Linked DNA regions of Sus scrofa: region 2 is linked to region 1. The links are chromatin contacts, called in public targeted proximity ligation maps. All regions are on one chromosome and are shown on one strand. The core of a region is the stretch at or near the end of the contact, and the rest is flanking DNA. Distances in the headings are between cores, read along the strand shown.

Region 1 (3,755 bases), core at 363-2,862:
TCTGCTCTTCTGCATCATTACCTGATGTAAATCATCATCTGTCATCTGCATTATATCAACAGCTTCCTAACTGGTTTCCCTGCCTTGTCCTGTGCCCTCACCGTCTTTTCTCAACTCATTATTTAGATTCAAAATAGCAGTCAAATGTCACTTCACTCATTCTGTGGCTTCCTTTTTTTATTCAGAATACAATCTGAAATTGCTGATAATGACCAGGAAGGCCTTATATCATCCACCTCCACACTCTACACCCCACCCTGGTTTCCCTATGGCCTCATGGGCCTCCTTGCTGTTCCTGCCTCGGAGTCTCTGCCCCTGTTACTTCCTCTGCTTGGAGTGCTCTTCTTCACGTTGCTTATGGCTCACTTCCTTTTTTTCTCTCAAATATTTGTTCAAATGTAGTTTCCTCTGAGAAGCCTTCCTTGATCATCCAGTATAAAATAGTCCTCTCACCCCTGGCACTTGGAATTCCGCTTAACCTGCTAAATTTCTTCATATCCCTGGTGTATTCTTCTTCTTTTTTTTTTTTGGTCTTTTTGTCGCCACACCTGCGGCATATGGAGGTTCCCAGGCTAGGGGTCCAATCAGAGCTACAACCTTCGGCCTGCACCACAACCACAGCAACTTGGGATCCAAGCCTCATCTGCAAGCTACACCACAGCTCTTGGCAACGGCAGATCCTTAACCCACTGAGCGAGACCTGGGATTGAACCCAAGTCCTCATGGATGCTAGTCAGATTTGCTAACTGCTGAGCCATGATGGGAACTTCTATCCCTGACATGTTGTTAATTAATATACTCTTTCTCTGGACATACCCCAGTGCCTGACATGTAGTACTCCCTCAGTAAGTATCAGTGGAATAAGTATAGCTTTTGGATTCAGATAAACTTGGTTTGAATTCTGGCTTTGCCGCTTAATAGCTGTGTAACCTTTCTTCCCCCTTATATGGGGTAAAATGACTAATTGCCTCATATTATAGATCTTTGGAGTTTGTGAATTATATCTTATAATGCTGCAGTCCTTTTATTTTATTTTTGTTTCTTTAGGGCCATACCCCAGCATATGGAAGTTCCCAGGCTAGGGGTCAGATTGGAGCTGTAGCTGTTGGCCTACACCACAGCCACAGCAATGCCAGGTCTAAGCCATGTCTGTGACCTACATACACCACGGCTCAAAGCAACCCCAGATCCTTAATTCACTGAGCAGGGCCAGGGATTGAACCGGAGTCCTCATGGGTTTGTTGCCACTGTGCCACGACGGGAACTCCTGTAGTCCTTTTATTTTAAATTACCCCTATCAGATACTCGCTTTAAAAAAATTTTTTTGAGGGAGTTCTTGATGTGATGCGGTGGGTTAATGATTCAGCTTGTCTCTCTGGAGGCCTGGCTTCAATCCCCAGCTCAGTGCATTCCTACAACTGTGGCATAGGTCGCAGCTTTCCCTTGGATTCAATCCTTAGCCCAGGAATGTCCATATGCCACGGGTTGCAGCTGAGAAAGAAAAAAAAATTTGTTAATTAAAAAGTTTTGATTCCTAGTCCTGTGTTGGCCATCAGTGGAAAAAAGCACATTTCCTTTATATGAATTCTCGGCTTATATTTCCACACCGCAGGAAGGAGGAAGTAGGATTTCTAAATAACATGTATTCTTTGTCATTCCTCTTCAAAATTGGAGTTAAAGTGTGAGCAAATAAAATTTAGAGCCTCCTACATCAGTTTTAAATGGCACATTCAGGAGTTCCCGTCGTGGCGCTGTGGTTAACAAATCCGACTAGGAACCATGAGGTTGCGGGTTCGGTCCCTGGCCTTGCTCAGTGGGTTAATGATCCGGCGTTGCCGTGAGCTGTGGTGTAGGTTGCAGATGCGGCTCGGATCCCACGTTGCTGTGGCTCTGGCGTAGGCCGGTGGCTACAGCTCCGATTGGACCCCTAGCCTGGGAACCTCCATATGCCTCGGGATTGGCCCAAGAAATAGCAACAACAACAAAAAAAAAAGACAAAAAAAAAAAAAAAAGGGCACATTCAATTTTTTAATTGAAAAATAATTCACATACAGCACCCTCAGAAGAAACCCCTTACCCATTATCGGTCACTCTCTGTTCCTAGTGTATCGTATGTCCCCCACTTCCCCACCCTTGGAAATAACTAATTTGTTTTCTGTCTTTATAGATTTGCCTATTTGGGGCATTTTGTATAAAGGAATCATACAGCATGTGCTGTTGGGACTGGCTTCTTTCACTGAACGTAGTGCTTTTGAGCTTTGTCCGAATTCTAGCTTGTATAGCTTCATTTTTATGGCTGAGTGATAGCTCATTTTATGGTTATACCATAGTTTATCTGTCAGTTAATTGACATTTGGTTTGTTCCCTGCTTCTATCAGTTAGTTGACTATTTGTATTATTTCTACTTTTTGAATAATGCTGCTGTATTTATGAACATGGTTTTGTGTGGACATGTTATGTTTGTCCTAGGTATATAACTAGGAGTGGAATTGCTGAGTCATTCGGTAACTCTTATGTTTAATTTTCTAAGGAACTCACAGACTTTTCCATGACAGCAGAGCTATTTTACATTCCCACGAGCAGCCTGTAAGGGTTCCAGTTTTTACACATCCTGGCCAATCTTTGCTGTCCATTTTTAAAAATCATAGCCATCCTATGGGTGTGAAGTATCTCATTGTGGTTTTGATTTGTGTTTCCCTAATGCCTAATGTTGGACTTCTTTTGTTTATCGGTACATGTCTTGGAGAAATGTCTAGTCAAATCCTTTACCATTTAAAAAATTATCTTTTAGGGGGTTCCTTGGTGGCTCAATAGGTTTAGGATCTGGCATTGTCACTAACATGGCTTAGGTTACAGCTGTGGCTCAGGTTTGATCCCCCGGCCTGGGGACTTCCGCATGCTGCAGATGTGGCCAAAAAAAATTATCTTATTGTTAAGTTGTAAGAGTTCTTTGTATATTCTGAACCTAGCAGACATGTGATTTGCAAATATTCTCCTGTTCTGTGAGCTGTGTTTGCACATTCTTGATGGTATTCTTTGAAGCACAAAAACTCCAGTTTATTTTTTTTTTCGTCATTTGTACTTTTGGTATCATATGTAAGAAATCCTTACTTAATTCAAGGTCATTAAGAGTTATACTTTATTATACTCCTATTTTCTTCTGAAAGTGTAATAGTTTTAACCCTTACATTTAGGCCTCATTTTGCATTCATCTTTGTGTGTGGTCTGAGGCATATATGGCTTTATAGCATGAATATGGCACCTTGTTTTCTTTTTGAAGTTGTATAGGGCCAAGTTAAGAGTCAGTCTATCAGGTTTGATTATATCTCGCTGTATTCAAGTTACTTCTTCAAGTGGAGCTGTTAGCTGTTTTTCTGATGAGAATTTTTATTTCAGCCCTACTACTAAAAAATGTGATTGTATTCCTAATAAATGGTTATTAAGAAACATTTCCGTATTTGTATGTTGGCTTTTATTATAATTAAAATAGACATACCAACAAAATCATTGAGCCATAAGGCATTTTAGAGGTCATCTAGTCCAGCCATCATGCCTTTAAATCATTGCTGCATTTTGTGATTAAAGCTAGTTGATAAAATACTTTTTTTTTTTTTTTTTTTTGGTATTTTTAGGGCCCCACCTGAAGCATTTGGAAGTTCCCAGGCTAGGGGTCAAATTGGAGCTATGGTAGCCGGCTTACACCTCAGCTACGCCAGATCCTAGCTGCATCTATGACCTACACAGCTCATGGCAAC
Region 2 (3,755 bases), core at 511-3,010, 96 kb after region 1:
CACATGAATTTTAAGATCCATTTGTCAATTCCTGCTAAGAAGTGAGTGAGGATTTTGATAGGGATTGTATTGAAAGTGTAGATTAATTTGGGGAGCGTTGCCATCTTAAAAATACTACATCTTCTAATTCTGAACGTGGGACACATGGCTTTATTTACTTTCTTTATCTAATTTATTCCTAAATATTTTATTCTTTTTGATGTGCTTTCTATGAAATTGTCCTTACTTTCAATTTCAGATTGTTTATTGCTGCTGTATATAAATATGATTGTTATGTATTGCTCTTGTAATCTGCAACCTTGCTGAACTTGTTTATTTGTTTAATATTTTGTGTATGCCATATCTTTTTCATAATGTATTTATACCTTATTTTTTTATTCATCATTTTAGATATTATCCTAGTATGGTGTATAAAGATTTAAATAGCTTATCTAATTCCCTGCCTCACTGCTTACTCTTTATTCTCATCATTGCTTATATAATTATGTAAATATTATTCTCAGAGTTCCCTGGTGGCCTAGCAGTTAAAAACTCAGCATTGTTACCATTGTGGCTCAGGTTATTGCTGTGGCATGGGTTCAATTCCCGGCCCAGGAATTTCTGCATGCTCTAGGCATGGCCAAAAAAATATATTATTTCCTGGTGAGCCAAGAAGTATGATTTTTTTCACTTTCTTATGAGTACTTTTTGACATTAATGATTGCCTCTTTGACCCTTTTACGTATTATATCCTTAGTGCCTTAGAAAATATTCATGATATATACTAGGAGTTAATAAATATTTGCTAAATTAAGGGATGTAATTGCTTAGTTTTCTGGGTACCTGTCACTAAGTCTTACCACATTATTATTATTATTATTATTTTTTAATGGCCACACCTGCAGCATATGGAAGTTCCAGGGCTACGGTCTGACTCAGAGCTGCAGCTGTTGGCCTACACCACAGCCAGGGGAACATCAGATCCAAGCCGCATCTGCAAACTACACCTCAACTTGCGTCAATGCCAGATCTTTAACTCACTGAGGGAGGCCAAGGATCGAACCCCCATCTTCCCAGAAACAACACGGGGTCCTTAGCCTGCTGAACCACAATGGGAGCTCCTCTTCCCACCTTTTTACAATGCAGTTTTCCCACATGGTCAAAGGTATCAGATAATGTGTCAGGACACATTAGGTCAGGCTGTGGTAACAAATTACCCTCCGATTCCAATGACTTAGAAGAGCAAAGCTGTTCTGGCTTTCTCCGGATCTGCTAACAATGCTGAGTCTTTAACTGCTAGGCCACCAGGGAACTCTGAGAATAATATTTACATGGTTATATAAGCAATGATGAGAAAAAAGAGTAAGCAGTAAGTCAGGGAAGTAGATAAGCTATTTGGCTGCACGCTGTCTTCACTCTGGGATGGAGTGAACAGCAGCCTCTTTGGGGAACATGGCTGGTCAGTGGCTGGCAGGAGAGGGCATGGGACAGACCGCACACTGGCTCTTGAAGCTTCCATTCAGAGGAAACTCATTAGGTTTACTCTTGATATACTGGGCCATGGTGGTCCTTTGAACTTGACATCAATGAGGCAGGGGTCTATCATCTCAGGAAAAGGCATCATGGGAAAAACCAAAATATTGGCAGAAAGGGAAGAGTCTTCCTCAGGTCATTGATCAGATCTGCTTTCTCAAGGCGCCCTGCCACCAGAGCCCAGCATTCCCCTGTTTGGCTCTGGGTTGTTTGCGCTCAGGGCCTCCGCACAGCTGCCCTGCAGGGACTTCCTTTTATCATCATCTTGGAAAATCCCTTTGTGTGTCATGTGTTGGATCCCTGTTTCCTGGCTCTGGTGTCTTTCTCCTTTGCTCACGTTCTCATTTGCCTTCATTTTCCCTGTAGAAAGAGTAAAAGCAGACACAGGAGGTAAATTTTGAGATCCATTAGGTTTAAAAATCTCTTATACAGGATTCATAGTTTCATTGCATATAGAATTCCAAGTTTCGTCAGAATTTTTTTGTGGCCATGCCTGTGGCATGTGGAAGTTCCCCAGCCGGGGAGCCAACTCACGCCACAACAGTGACCCCAGCTGTTGCAGTGACAATACCAGGTCCTTAACCTGCTGTGCCACAAGAGAACTCTTCCTGAGAATTTTTTGAAGGCATTTCTTTACTAATTCTATATTTATTCTTTTTTTTAATATATATATTTTTTATTTTCCCACTGTACAGCAAGGGGGTCAGGTTATCCTTACATGTATACATTACAATTACATTTTTCCCCCACCCTTTCTTCTGTTGCAACATGAGTATCTAGACATAGTTCTCAATGCTATTCAGCAGGATCTCCTTGTAAATCTATCTTTACTAATTCTAGATTTCATTTTTTTTGTTTGTTTTTTTCTGAGAAGCCGATGCCATCTTTTTTCTCATTCTTTCGTAGGTGGTATGTTTCCTCTCTGGAAGCAAAAGTTCTGGAAGATTTTGGATTTTTTTCTTTTTGGCCATGCCTGCAGCATGTGGAAGTTCCCCGGCCAGGGATCAAACCCATGCCATCGCAGCAGCCAAAGCCACAGCAGAGACAACACTTATTCCTTAACCTGCTAACCCACCAGGGAACTCTAAAGTTTTTTTTTTTTAATTACTGAAGTATCAATTTTCCTGATGACAGACCTTTAATTGGGTCACTTTTTCAATCTTGTGAAGTTTGATGGCTTCTTTCAATCTAGAAATTCCTGTCCTTCAGCTTGGGGAAAGTTTCTTTCTTTCTTTTTTTTTTTGGCTTTTTGCCATTTCTTGGGCTGCTCCTGCGGCATATGGATGTTCTCAGGCTAGGGGTCTAATCGGAACTGTAGCTGCCAGCCTACACCAGAGCCACAGCAACGCGGGATCCGAGCTGTATCTGGGACCTACACCACAGCTTACGGCAACGCCAGACCCTTAACCCACTGAGAAAGGCCAGGGATTGAACCCGCAACCTATGGTTCCTAGTCGGATTCGTTAACCACTGCGCCAGGATGGGAACTCCGGGAAAGTTTCGTTTACTGTTTCTTTCATAATTGCCACCCCCACATCTTCTGTTTTTAGAACTCTCAGTAAGGGGATATTTCATCTCCTTGACTGATTCTCTAAAATTCTTTTCCTTTTAAAAACCTCTTTGGGAATTCCCACTGTGGCCTAGTGGTTAATAAACACGACTAGGAACCATGAGGATTCGGGTTTGATCCCTGGCCTCGCTCAGCGGGTTAAGGATGCAGCGTTGTTGTGAGCTGTGGTATACGTCGAAGATGTGCCTCGGATCCTGCGTGGCTGTGGCTGTGGCATAGGCTGGCAGCTATAGCTCCGATTTGACCCCAGCCTGGGAATTTCCACATGCTGCAGGTGCGGCCCTAAAAAGCAAAAAAAAAAAGAAATAAAAACATAAAATAATAACTCTTTGCTTGTTTTTCCTCTGATTCTTTTATTTTAATGTTTACTTCAATTATTTTAAATTTCTAAGAATGTATTTTTTCAGATTATAATTTTTTATAGCTTCCAGTTCTTTTAAAAATATGTACTTATTTATTTATTTACTTACTTACTTTTGTCTTTTTAGGGTCAAACCTGTGGCACATGGAAGGTCCCAGGCTAGGGGTCGAATCAGAGCTGCAGGTGCCAGCCTACGCCACTGCCACAGCGACGCGGGATCCGAGCCTCGTCTGTGACCTACACCACAGTTCCCAGCAACGCCAGATCCCTAACCTACTGAGTGAGGCCAGGGATTGAATCCACATCCTCTTA

What was found.
Region 2: a targeted proximity ligation map of alveolar macrophages shows a contact between it and region 1. A contact is called at or near these places in 2 of 47 Hi-C or Micro-C datasets (blood and epiblast stem cells) and 1 of 2 datasets of targeted methods (alveolar macrophages).

What each region holds. Positions count from the first base shown.
Region 1 is chr4:62,019,204-62,022,958 of Sscrofa11.1, forward strand. No RefSeq gene overlaps it. Among named protein-coding and RNA genes, the nearest start is that of UBE2W, 25 kb to the right of the region's middle.
Region 2 is chr4:62,114,586-62,118,340 of Sscrofa11.1, forward strand. No RefSeq gene overlaps it. Among named protein-coding and RNA genes, the nearest start is that of STAU2, 23 kb to the right of the region's middle.